3 separate regions of the Gossypium arboreum genome follow, and regions 1 and 3 are each linked to region 2. A link is a contact called in public Hi-C data. All regions are on one chromosome and are shown on one strand. Each heading gives the region's core, a stretch centred on a gene start, on an enhancer-like site or on the middle of the called end of the contact. The rest is flanking DNA. Distances are from core to core; before and after follow the strand shown. Region 1 holds the start of LOC108459840 (glutaredoxin-C1-like). Region 2 holds the start of LOC108460819 (ACT domain-containing protein ACR6-like). Region 3 holds the start of LOC108467678 (transcription factor TCP20-like).

Region 1 (4,188 bases), core at 1,562-4,061, 140 kb before region 2:
CAGCAGTCTTGAAGTAGAAAAGAAAATACACATGTTACAAAATAGAGATCTTCAAATAAAAAAGATAGAAACAGATATTTTACTAAAAAAAATTCGGTGACTTTTGAGTTTTTTTTGTCGAAATCTTGAGAACTATAAGTTTTCGGCACTAGATCACGACGATGATAAAAAAAAGAAAAAAGTGACTCAAGTAAGAAAAATAAAGAGAAAATGCTTGCTATTTAAAGGATAGAGGCTGTTTTCAGATAAGGTACTCTATCATTTGAAATTGCTAGATTAGTCCTCACTTTCTTACATATTGAAATTGCTAGATTAGTCCTCACTTTCTTACATACTTTAATTTATTAAAAAGTTCAACTTTTAATTTACTATTTTAATCCTCATGACTTTTCATTTTAAAAAAGTATTTTTATTTTTATTGACATATTGTAAAAGAATATTAATTTTAAAAATAATAATGCAATTACTTTTTAATTACTTTATCTAAATAATAATATACATTATAAAACAACAAATATGGAACTAGTATATATATTATATACGAGTATGAGATGAAGCTTAGGAATTATTGTCCTAAATACTGTTTATTTCAATGGACAGTTGAAATGTGTACTTGGCCATTGTTTCACTATAAAAGGGTAAAAGAAAAAAAAAAAAAGGAAAAGCAAAGGGATAAAACGTAGAATTGGACACAAAATTAGAAAAAGCTGACAAAACGATCACGCCCCATTTCTATTTTCATTCTAAAGCTATAGCTTCTGCTATATATATAATACTGTCAGCAGCTAGGCTAAACCCAAGTGTAATATATATATTGTTGAAATATAATATATATGTGTATGAAAACTCCAACCGTTTGATCAACTTTTGTTCAGCTATCAAACGGCTACGATTCAACATCAATCCTGACCAAGCTGGTGTGCTTACTTTGACCATTAAGAAATGTTGATCAGAAAATAGGGTTTAGGGTTGAAGAAAGAAAGCAAAAGCATAACTTCTTTTTTAGTGGCATAGGCATAGGGAGAGCAGAGAGCGACAGCTACATGAATGTTATGGCATTTCAATCTTTCAATCTTTTTTAAGACTTTAGACTATATCTACATATTCACTCGAGGTACATCCATCCACATACTTCAAAAATCTAAAGCATGCATGCCTTTTTTTTCATTTCCAAAAGCTTCAAAGTTGACTCATCAAATCATCTCTATCAGATCATAGCAGTACATATTAGTTTTTGATTCACCACCATGCATCCCCCTCTTTTTTGAAAATAAAAAAGAAAGATACAAATTAACATAACACAATAATCTCTATAGCTTTCTTTGGGGTTTATAAATAAAGATATATCAATATTGTTTATGAGTAGGAATAATATTTGGTTAAATACGATTTTAATAATTTATTCATTGGCAAAATCCACAAAAAGAAAGGTGTAGGAGGTTGAAAAAGAAGTCGACAAGCACAATCCAAGAATACCGTTTTCTTTTAATTTATTATTCTCACCAACAACATTAACACACTCCTTAGCTTGCAAATACCAAAACCCATGCCATGCCCCATTGGCTTCCCACCCAAACCTTTTTTAAACCCTCAGCATCTCATTGTGCTTCCTTTTGTTTTCACCACTTTAATTTTAGTTAACTTCATAATCATGAAAAATAAAATAAATAAATAAAAATGCAGGTATTGTTGCATAAATGTTAGACAAGGCTGCATGTATAGTCCAAGGCATGCGTGCGTGCTGCATGTGAGCCATGGAAGCAACATTGCATGTGCTTCCGTACTTGTGGAGAAAAGATATTAAATTTATCAAATAATTTAGGAGGGATAAAATCTAGACAAACCCAATCGTGGTTGACAAAGAGTGATTGGTAAGTTATTTATGACTATCATGTTTCACTCTTTTTATATTTACCTTTTCAAATAAGTTTTATAATTCCAGTCTACCCTATTAAATAAATAAAATTATTATTTGATAGAAATAATTATCCATGATATTAATTTTATTGAAAAGCCTAGAAAGTCAAGTCTAAAAGGAATAAAGATCAAATTCTTCCTTATTGGAAGCTAAATATATAATCTAAGATGCTAAACAGATAATATAAATTATGTGTCCCATATGTAACAAATATTTGCAATATTCTAATTCTCTTCTGTTTATTTTTTTCCCTCTAGAAAGGAAGAAACCGCCCCACACCAGTTATAGAATCAGAGCGCTTGAGAATGTTCATATTCGACCTCACCACTAGATCATCATATTAATTAATAAAAAAATAAACTAACGTAATATATAATTAAAGGATAAGTAGGTACATATACAAAAAAAAAAGATTGAAAGAGAATAAAATTCATTAAAAAAAACATTAACATATTAACTAAGAATAATTTTTGATGAAAAGATTACCTCATGATTATATATATAAAAGTTGGAAACTAAAATATCCATCGCAATCATCAGTGATCAACTAAGAATACGAGTTAACATATATCATGTAGTCAATTAGATGAAAATTAATGATAACTTTTTTTAGTCTCACACCCTAGTAATTATTTAGTTGAATTTCTAAATGAAAGCAAAACTTCTCAATTAGTTCACACAACTCAGATGATATATATAACTCGTTATTATTGCTTAAACCCATGAAAAGACCTTTTTTTTTTTTTAAGGAAAAGGACAACATAAATAGCTCTTTTTACTGCCATCTCTCTCTCCAAATATTGAACTGGACTGGAGTGAGGACTGCAAAAGACTCAAGAGACCAACTTTGTTTACTTTCCTTTATATTCACATTAAAATAACAATAAAACATTGATGATTCCCCAAAAAAACTTGCCCATATTTTGCATTCCCTTCTCTATAAATACCAACTAAAACCTTCCTCGTTTCTCACCAGCGGCAAGCTTCACCATTTGATCTCACTCACTGACCTCAGCCAAAATCCCAAATCTTCTTTCTTTTTTCCCCCCTCTATTAATTTCTTGCAGCAGAAGCAGTCACCTTATTAGCATTTACTAAAAAAAATGCACTGCCAGACAGGTTCATGGGGTTCTTACGTGCCGACCACCAGGACTACAGTTGGGGATCCATTGGAGAGGATAGAGAGGTTGGCTTCGGAGAATGCGGTGGTTGTATTTAGTATTAGCAGTTGTTGCATGTGCCATGCCATTAAGAGGCTGTTTTGTGGGATGGGAGTAAACCCAACTGTGTATGAGCTGGATCAAGACCCTCGAGGGAAAGACATGGAGAAAGCTTTGATGAGGTTGCTTGGAAGCTCTCCTGCTGTTCCTGTTGTGTTCATTGGTGGGAAGCTTGTGGGTACAATGGATAGAGTCATGGCTTCTCATATCAACGGCACTCTTGTTCCTCTTCTCAAACAAGCTGGTGCTCTCTGGCTTTGATCATCTTTGGCATTCCTCATTAAAAAAAAAAAAACTGATAGAGAAAAGCATGGCAGAGGAAGAGGAGTGATAGTTTTGGAGTCTACTCCATTTTGGAATACAGCAGTAGCTGATATGTCTTTAGTCTCTCAAGCTTTTCCTTCTTTTTTTTTTTTTCCTTCTTATTGGTGTTTTACTCACAAGTGGGTCTTTTTGGTGTGCCCTTTGTTTCAAGTTTTAACTAGTCTTTGATCTCAAGTGTGAAATGTAATGGCTGATGGTTCCCTCCTCTGTACAAAGGAAACAAATTAAAATAGTTATTTTCAATGAGTTCCCACTTCATTTTTTATTTTCTTTGTTTCTTTAGTTTGCTTTTTTTTTTTCACCAAACAATGAAATTGGAGGGGCTTAGACAAGAACTCAGTTCCTGAACAGCCATAAAAACAGTAAAAATAAAGGATTTGACGATTAGTGACTAGCTAGGAAGGAAGAGGGGTCAATGTCCGTACAACCATTGATTTCTTATTGGGATTAACACGTGTGGTGAGAGTGGATTATGATGACGTGTATGATTTTGTGGGGTTGGAAAGATTAATATGTATTCGAGAGAGAGAGGCCGGTGAGTTGCTAGAGATGGAATCTTATGAATATGGTGCTGGGGAAATGGATAGGAACGAGGAGCTATTGGAAGTTTTGACTTTTGGGAGGTGGGTGGGCGTTGGGAGTGGCCGAGGAACCTTTCCATCGCCATGGCCATGGGCATTGGGCTCTCTTAGCATAAATATAAAAGGCATATAATTATTCTTCTTG
Region 2 (4,177 bases), core at 1,481-3,980:
CAAGACTTGAGTTACGTTTCACCTGTAATGCGGTATGTCCAATCTGTGCACGGATAGAATCGATGATCTTGGGATCAACTAGATTTCCTGTCACGTCTGTGACATAGAAGGTGTCCTTGGCCTTGCCACTCTTTGTTGAAATTAATGCTCTCCTGATACACAAGCTGTTTTCCCGGAATATACGGGTGATGTCAGACAGGAGTCCAAGTCTGTCGTCTGTGCACAATTCTAGTTCCAGCCCCTGTACCATGAAAATGATCAAGGGTATTGTAATATCATGAAACCATGCTTACCATAATCATTTTTCTTGGTTTCTTTTGGTTTTATTTATTCCGTGTGTGTGTGTGTACATGTGGAGTTGTGCCAAGCTGGTTTTTTTATACCTCAGATGCCCTCCTCTCAATGGCTGCTTCTAGACATTGAATAACACGAACACGCTCAGCTTCCGAGCTAATGGGGAGCCCATCTACATGTCTGATGTAGAATTCCTACAACGAAACATAAGTTCTGTTTAGTGGGAAATAGGGGAAAAAACAGTTTATCACTGTTAAGATGCAATTGTAAGCAATAACAACTTGTGCTTAACTGAGTAGAATTCCAATACAAATTGGATTACAACGTCAGCATCAATCTTACGCTAGTGGTTTCAATAGCATCAACTTGTCAACTGTTAAAGTTGACCATTGGCTAATAGTGACTATAATAAAAAGGGTTTGCTATTGTCATTTTTTTACAAGCTACTTCACTGTAACCAACTCACCTGATAAGCTTCGATCCTTCCTGTGTTCACCATTCCATGAAAAACAACATATTGCATATCTGTGAGAGTGCAGACTATATCAAACAATAGTTTCGGCCTATCTTTTGACCTCATGGTAATAACAGTGTAATCTTTCTCGATATTCAACAGAGTGACTTGAGGTCTTGAACTCCCTTCCTCTACCGCCCTAACTCCTGCTTTCTCGACCCTTTCATAGTCCCTGTCTGCGAACATGATTTGATGCAACCTTCTCTCCCTGTGCATAACACCTGGAGCTGAAAGTGTTGTCTTTGCAGTTTTCAAGTCATCACTTCCTTTGAGAACATTACAAAGCAATTCCTTTATCGTTGAGAGACGTTTTGGATCACTGATTGCGCAGCCCATTGAATCATCTGTCACATGAACTACGGCAGCTGCCCTAGCATTATGGGTCCATATCTCAGCATTTACAACATTGCAATGGAGGTCAGCAAGAACTGCACATACTTCAGATAATAGACCAGGCCTATCAGTGCCAGCAAGTTCAATCGATGTATGCTCTTCTGCAGGCATCACGCCTACGGAGCCTCTCCGTGATGGCACAAAGCCAGCACTAGTTTCAATTCTCTGCAAAACAGACTATATAAGATAAGCCAGTAGTTAAATTCATTGAACAATAAGGATGAGGTAAGTTCTTACACTCTGAATATAGTCCATAACTTCCTTATCTCTGATTTTGTTGCCATCATTGTCAACAACATTAAAGACTGAAACATACAAGTAACTGGTTAACCCGGGATTTAACATACAATTCAAGCAGGGTTTAAGAAAAAAAACCTTACCATCCATAAACCATCCTCCATCAGATGATATGTATGCCTTTGTTATTGTAAGATTCATATCTGTAAGCACTTGGACAACTTCCAGGAGAATCCCATGTTTGTTGACACTGTCAACCTAACCAGCAAAATTCATATTTAAACCATTATAGATAGGTTGATAAACAGAGATCTAAGGAACTAATTAGCCACGTAAGATAACCTAATTACAGCAAAGGCAGAGGGAAGAAGCTTACATGGATAACAGTGGCATCCTCACAAGCATTGTTGTCAATCACAACTCTGCAACAAAAATAAGCATCATATTAACCCTACTTTGTTTTTTCAACTAATCAAATAAAAGAGCCTTCAAGGAAACATATCATTTTGGCATAGAAAGTCCAATTGCCGCTCTTGATTTTGGAACAGTAATTGGCTACCATGAAAATAACACTAAGAAAAAAAAGAGAGAAGAAAAACAGCTTTGATCAACACAAAGCAGAAAGAAAAAAAAAAAGAAGAGAAAAATAAATAAAAAGATTGAAACAATAACGATAAGAAAGAGGATAACTTGTAAAAACTGAAAATTTTATTTTCTAAAAACTTAGAGGAAAAAAGAAGAGAAAAATTTGACAGACCCTTGAACAAATTCAAATAAAAATTGATACTGTCCCATCAAAAATCCAAAAAATGAAAAGCAATACCTGGGTTGGTTCACCCTCCGGACAAGCTTAGCAAATTCATCATCCATCTCTCAAAAAAGAATCCAACTTTCTCCAAACTAAAAACCACCCAACTTTCCCCAGAAATAATTTATTAGACCACAAATACCAAAGCCCAGAATTCCAAAAGCACCTTTTATACCTTCTATTTTGATACTAATCAAAATTGAAAAAGGAAAAAAAATTGGCTTTTTCCAATATTCAAGGAAAACACAACACAAGAGCGAGAGAACGAAAAGTAGTACTATAAAAAGTAAAGTAAAACCTTAGCCATTTAAGATTTTAAAGATTTTAACGGACAGACATAATTAATCAATCCCAAGTTGAAAAATAAATATGAAAAAGACCTCCTTTCTTTCTTTCTTTCTTTTTTTTTTTTTTTAATTCATCCCCCCCTAATGTCTTCTTTTTTTACAGAATCTCTCCCTAATTTCAAATTACAACCATCTTGGTTAAATTTGAAGTTGAATTAGATTAGGTTTTATTAATTAAATATTTTTATTTAGTGGATGTCGGGAGTTAATTCCATATTAATTTATTAAAAGATTATTATATTTTTATATATTTTAAATAAATTATATTATTATAATGATTTTTTTATTTTAGAAAAAACAATACAAAATTATAAAAAAAGTTATGAATGTGGAGATTTAAACTCATGTTATATTTATTTATAGAATCCTTTTTAACCACTTCAATTATAGTTTTATTCTAGCATTTATACATTTTAATTTTATTATTCATATTATTTGTATATATTAATAATATCATTAATTGAGAATATCAACTTATCTAAAATGATAATATTATGATAAATAATTTTGAATTTAATATTTTTATTTTGATGTATTTATTTAAATTTATTTTATTTTATTTTAATGCATGGTATATATTATTATTAATTCTAAAAATTAGATTTTATTATGATTTTAGGTTATTTTAAAATTATATGTAATAATAATATGTGGTAAAATTTCTAATTTTAATTAAAAATATCGAATCTATAATATTGTTAACGTGGAAGTAAGAGATTGGTTGGAAGTAGAGGTGTTCATGGGCCGGGCCAGGTTCGGGTAGGACTCAACTAAAAATCATGCCTATTTATTGGGCTCGGGCCGGTCGGCCCAAAAAAGGGCTTAAAATTTTGCCCAAGCTCGACCCGAATAAAAATACTAAAACCCGAGCCAGGTCCGGCCCGTCGGTATTAATTTTTTATATTATTTTTATTATTTTTAAACATATATAATACATCAAAATACTAAAAATATCAAAATAAATATTTCTCAACAAATTGAAAATAACTTTTAAAAAATATGTAGACTTAAATAACACTAAGATAAATGCAACTTAACAAGCAAATGCTTCTAAAATAATAAAAAAATTAACAAATGCCTTTAAAATAACAAGAAAATTAACAATAAAATAAATTTTATACAATATCCAAACAATAATAACAAAATAATAGCAACATAATAGTAAAATGGTAGCAAAATATAGAGAAAACAACAAGAAAATAACATTCAAAAATAAAAAATACATATGCAGATTTTTTTTGTCATTTAGTGAATTCGGGCAGGGCCGGGCCGAGCCCGAGCTAAAAATACCTTACCCAAGGCCCTGCCCATTTTTAAAACATGCCTCATTTTTTTGTCCAAGCCTATTTTTCGGGCCTATATTTTTTCCCAAACCCTCCCACATTTCGGGCGGGCCTTCGGGCGGGACCGGGTAACCCGGCCATGCACATCTCTAGTTGGAAGGGCGGTTATGCCTGCTAAAAAGCGCTGTTGTGCTTTTAAATCAATTTCATAATTTAACTGAAGTGATAAATTAATTACGGCACACGAAGATTTTGGCAGCACATGAGGCAGAAAATAAGGGAGGATGACGTGTTAAATGTG
Region 3 (4,465 bases), core at 752-3,251, 160 kb after region 2:
ATGTGCAAGAATATATTCTTTTAGAGAAACAAGAAATCTTACTTCATCTAACAAGAAACTGGACATGTATTACTGTGAATTCCTATTTTTAATTTCACAAACAAACCGTTGCCAATCTATCCACACGTAGTGAAGAAGAAAACAATTAGATTTGCCTTGCATCACAATCAACACACCCTGGATCAAACAAGAAGTTGAGCCCAAATCCAAGCTACTGAGATGCGCAAAGCTCCACCTGCACACTCCACAGTAAAATAGTTTAGCACAAAAGAATTAGTACTTCTCTGAAGAATTCGGAGGATGCAAGTTCAACAGAAGGCATGAATCAAGAGAAACAACCTCTGTAATGGAAACTTGGGTGAAGCAGTGCAGAAAGAAAGAAGCCACTCAATCTAGTCCCCATAGATTTCTGAGAGGAAAAGTATCCATTTCTCTCACACTTGTTATTTTTTTTTTTTGGTTTTCCCCATTATACAATACTGAACCATTACAAGAAAAAACAAAGCCATCCTGTGTCTCAGGAATCCTACTCTTTTTCATCTTGCTCTCAAAGTTTAAAACTTTACTGGCCCGATCCTTGGGAGTCATCCTTAGCAGGGGTTTGTTGCTGGCGCTGATGCTGATGTTGGGGTTGCATCCGAGCTTGCTCCATCTGCTGATAAATCTGGTCCAAAGCATGAGGATTTAAGACCCCAATATGACCATCTTGAGATAACCCAAGTTCCAAACCCGGGAGCTGCTGATTAGCTCCGCCCAAGATTGAGGTGAAACTTATCTGACCCATGTTACTAGCTGGCAAGTCAAAACCTGGAAACCCAAGCTTTTGCAGATAATTGGAACTATCACTGCCAAAATTTGTTGTAGACGGACCAGATGATGACTGAAACCCAAAACCACTGACTGGTGGCCATAACCCGGTCGCCACATGATGGGGTCTTCCCAAATTGCCACCAACCATTGTCCAACTGGTCCTACTGCTCCCTGATCCTATACTGGACCCCCCTAAATCTTCCATCTTTTGGTGCAACCCTGCTGATAGAGAGGCCCCTGGCTGTGAAACTGAGCCCCAAGCTGCAGCCAAAGCTGATGCTGGAATTGTTCCGCTCCCAGTGGCGGCAATTATTGATGGTTCAGCTTGTTGTAACAGCCACTGTATTGTTTCCCCATCAGACTTGTGACCCAATTCCCTGGTCAACTGAAAGATTCTAGCAGCACATAAAGCAGGCATCCTTATCCTTCTACCTCTTCCTTCAACTTTGGTGTGCCTGTCTTTGTTAGAACTTCTCTTTGGGGCCAACTGTTGCTTCTTCCCTTCTCCTTTATCTGCAACCACAATCTGGAAATCCTTGATTTCTGCTTCTTTATTCTCTCCCATGTTTTGAGGCTGTTGCTGTTGGGGTTGGGGTGGCAGGCTCAACAAGTTGGCTACTTCCTCTGGAGGCTGCTTGGCGCCCTTGGGATCCATAAACAGGTAAAAAATGGGTGGGGGGTGTGGGGGCAAATTAAAAGAACAAAAAAAAAAAAAAATATATATATATATATAAAGAGGAGTCCTCTTTGATTGAAGAAGGTGACCTGAAAAGTCCTAGACTTTGATGAGTTTTCACTGTTCTCTGACAAGGAATGTGAAGACAAACTATGATAATTATAATATTGAAATCCCAAAGCCCACACACCCGAAATGTCAAAATTTTTATTCTTGGTTTTCACAAGATGTCATTTTTCTTTCTTTTCTCTCTCCATTGCTCATGTATGAATGCATGAGCCTTTCCTTTCTTCGTCACTTCCCCTTTTTCTCACTGCAGTGAAGGGGGCTTTTGACTAACATTTCTGATATGATAGCTACTTTAACTGCCATTTTCACCTGAAGACACTAATTCGCACAGAATATATCATTTACAATACTTATTATTATAAATTACAATTTCAAAATTATAAATAAGATATTCACGCATCCCCATATAACCATATGTAATATCCATAGATTGATGGATTTCTTCCTTTCTCTTCATCACACCTTCACCCTACATTATAATAAAAGCAATATAATAAGGGTAAATTTTTATTTATTTTATAAATAATTTTAAAAATTTATATTTATTTTTTAAATATTTATTTTGAATGTTTCATTATATTTTTACGATACTTGTCAATCACTTGTTTAGTAACGAAGCTAGAACAATTTTTAGGGGCAAAATAATTTTAATTTTTATAGTCTATATATTTATAATTTTAAAAATTAAATTAAATTTTATAATTTTAAAGAAGAAAAGTGTAATTTTACCTTTATTAATTTAAAATTTTAAAAAATTAGAAGGCCTAAATAATAATTTTCTATTTTAAGAGGAAGGGCCTATGCCGATACGAGATTCGCCTCTGCACCTATTTGTGAAGTTTTAAAACTCAATAGTATATTAAATAATTTTTATATAATATGGATAATTAATTTTAATAATATCTATGTGGTATTATAAAATAAATAAAATAAATAATGATTTAATGATATCACGTTTACATGGTTAAAACTAATTATCTATGTATTTATTATTAATATGAATTTTAAAATATAAATCAATATAATAATATCAATAAAAAGGAATGTAATATTTTTTTATTTTAATTTTCTATAACAATTTAAACTTGAATTATTTAAAATATAAATATTATATTTTAAAGAAATAAATATTATATTTCAATCAAAATAATGATTATGATTTTTTTGGTATAACTACATGTGTTTTGATTTATTTTACAAAGTGAGATTAATCTTGATCGGGCAAAGTGATATTCAAGTAAAGCCTTTTCAAGGATGTCGACTCCAAAATTCAATTTAGTCCACTTCTTCCAACCACTTATTGATTTTATAATTATGTTATTAATTTGTTATAAAATATTATTATTTACTTCTATACTATATATTAGTTGAGAATTAATTATGACTTAGCATATTAAGAAAAATTTAAATCTAAAATGTATAACTTAGTAAATTAACTTATTATTTTTTATATTATAAAGCTTGAAGTATAATTTCACTTTGATAATATAAAAATAATTTATTCATATACTATCAATAATGTACTATTATAACATCTTTTCTACTATTTTTTAGCTACTATTAGTATTACTACTTCTATAAATCATTTATTGATATGTTATTATCATATAGTTATAAAGTTTATTGAATGTATTAGACACTCCCAAACACATGGAAGTACCAATTACTAACTTCCCTCCTCTACACATCTCATAAGGTGTCATTTTAGTCTTTGGCCTCTACAAGACTATTAATCATATGGTAAGTTATATCAATAGCTTCTACCTAAAACCTGTGAGAAATTCCCATGGCACTTAGCATAACACGAGCAATATCCTAAATTGTCCTATTGTTACTCTTAATAATCTCGTTCTGTTATGGAGTTTTTGGACCAAAAAACTCATGTTGAATGTCGTATTGTCAAAAATATATGAGAATTATTCATTCTCAAATTCCTCTACTTGGTCATGCATCCTAACAATTTTCCCAATAAGATAACATTTTTCATTCTCAGCTTTTTTACACAGTTTCTTGAAGGCATCAGATGTGTTGAACTTTTCACACAAGAATCTTACCTATGTAAACATGGAATAGTCATCTACACTTACAAGAACATATCTTTTACATCCTAAGCTTTAAATCTTCATTGACCCTATCAAATTCATTTATAGAAGCTTTAAAGGTTCAATTGTTTGAATCAATTATAATTGGGAAGTGACTCACACTATTACTTCCTCTTTAAGCACTCACCACACATATTTGGAATTACTCCCTCTAACTTTGGTAGTCCTTTAAAAAGATTGTATATTATCAATCTTTGCAATCCTTTGAAATGTACATGGCCTATTACCTCATGCCATAACTCAATATTTGAAAACCTATTTTGATTATAAGTGAGTGGTTTCATCATCCTATAACAATTGTAGATTGATTTGTATCTTATCTTACTTGTCAATCACTTTGCAACTCTTCCTGATAAAATTTACCAACATACCCTAGTCATAAACTTGGGATATCTCGCTTAGCTTTTAATCCCTCCACAAGGAACTCATTTTGAATTTCTATTATTCCTCCTATGTTAAGCCTATCTTTGCAAAGTATCTTGCCCTTTTTTCCATCACTAAAGGTGTAATAGCTTGATTTTGGGCTCAGTCGGAATGGTGGTTTTGAGACCACCAATTCGAAGTCAAAAAAATTATTTTATTATTATTTTAGAGTTATAGCATGTTTATATTAGTGCATGAAAAATTTTGTGAAGTAATTTTAGTGATTTCATGCTGAATTACAAAAAAGGACTAAATCGCATATGGTGCAACAGTCTTGATTTGATAGCTAAGGGTGTTAAATTGCCATGAAACTAAAATTAGGGGTCTTTAAAGGGAAATTAGACCCTTTAGAGAGGCTTGGCCGACCATAAGACAAAGAAAATAA

The links. Hi-C and Micro-C count contacts between places; a contact is called where the count stands out from the background.
Region 1: a Hi-C map of leaf shows a contact between it and region 2, with 2.7 times the contacts expected there. The contact joins the promoter of LOC108459840 here to the promoter of LOC108460819 in region 2. A contact is called at or near these places in 2 of 5 Hi-C or Micro-C datasets (both in leaf).
Region 3: a Hi-C map of leaf shows a contact between it and region 2, with 4 times the contacts expected there. The contact joins the promoter of LOC108467678 here to the promoter of LOC108460819 in region 2. A contact is called at or near these places in 2 of 5 Hi-C or Micro-C datasets (both in leaf).

The regions. Positions count from the first base shown.
Region 1 is chr4:22,414,373-22,418,560 of ASM2569848v2, forward strand. It overlaps LOC108459840 (glutaredoxin-C1-like), which reads left to right and starts at 2,812. Exons shown (of 1, transcript XM_017759233.2): 1 at 2,812-3,727. The coding sequence starts at 3,022. The coding sequence ends at 3,399.
Region 2 is chr4:22,550,991-22,555,167 of ASM2569848v2, forward strand. It overlaps LOC108460819 (ACT domain-containing protein ACR6-like), which reads right to left and starts at 2,731. Exons shown (of 7, transcript XM_053027057.1): 1 at 2,262-2,731; 2 at 1,815-1,860; 3 at 1,582-1,696; 4 at 1,439-1,506; 5 at 761-1,378; 6 at 384-488; 7 at 1-241. The coding sequence starts at 2,308.
Region 3 is chr4:22,707,363-22,711,827 of ASM2569848v2, forward strand. It overlaps LOC108467678 (transcription factor TCP20-like), which reads right to left and starts at 2,002. Exons shown (of 2, transcript XM_017768411.2): 1 at 340-2,002; 2 at 16-235. The coding sequence starts at 1,465. The coding sequence ends at 563.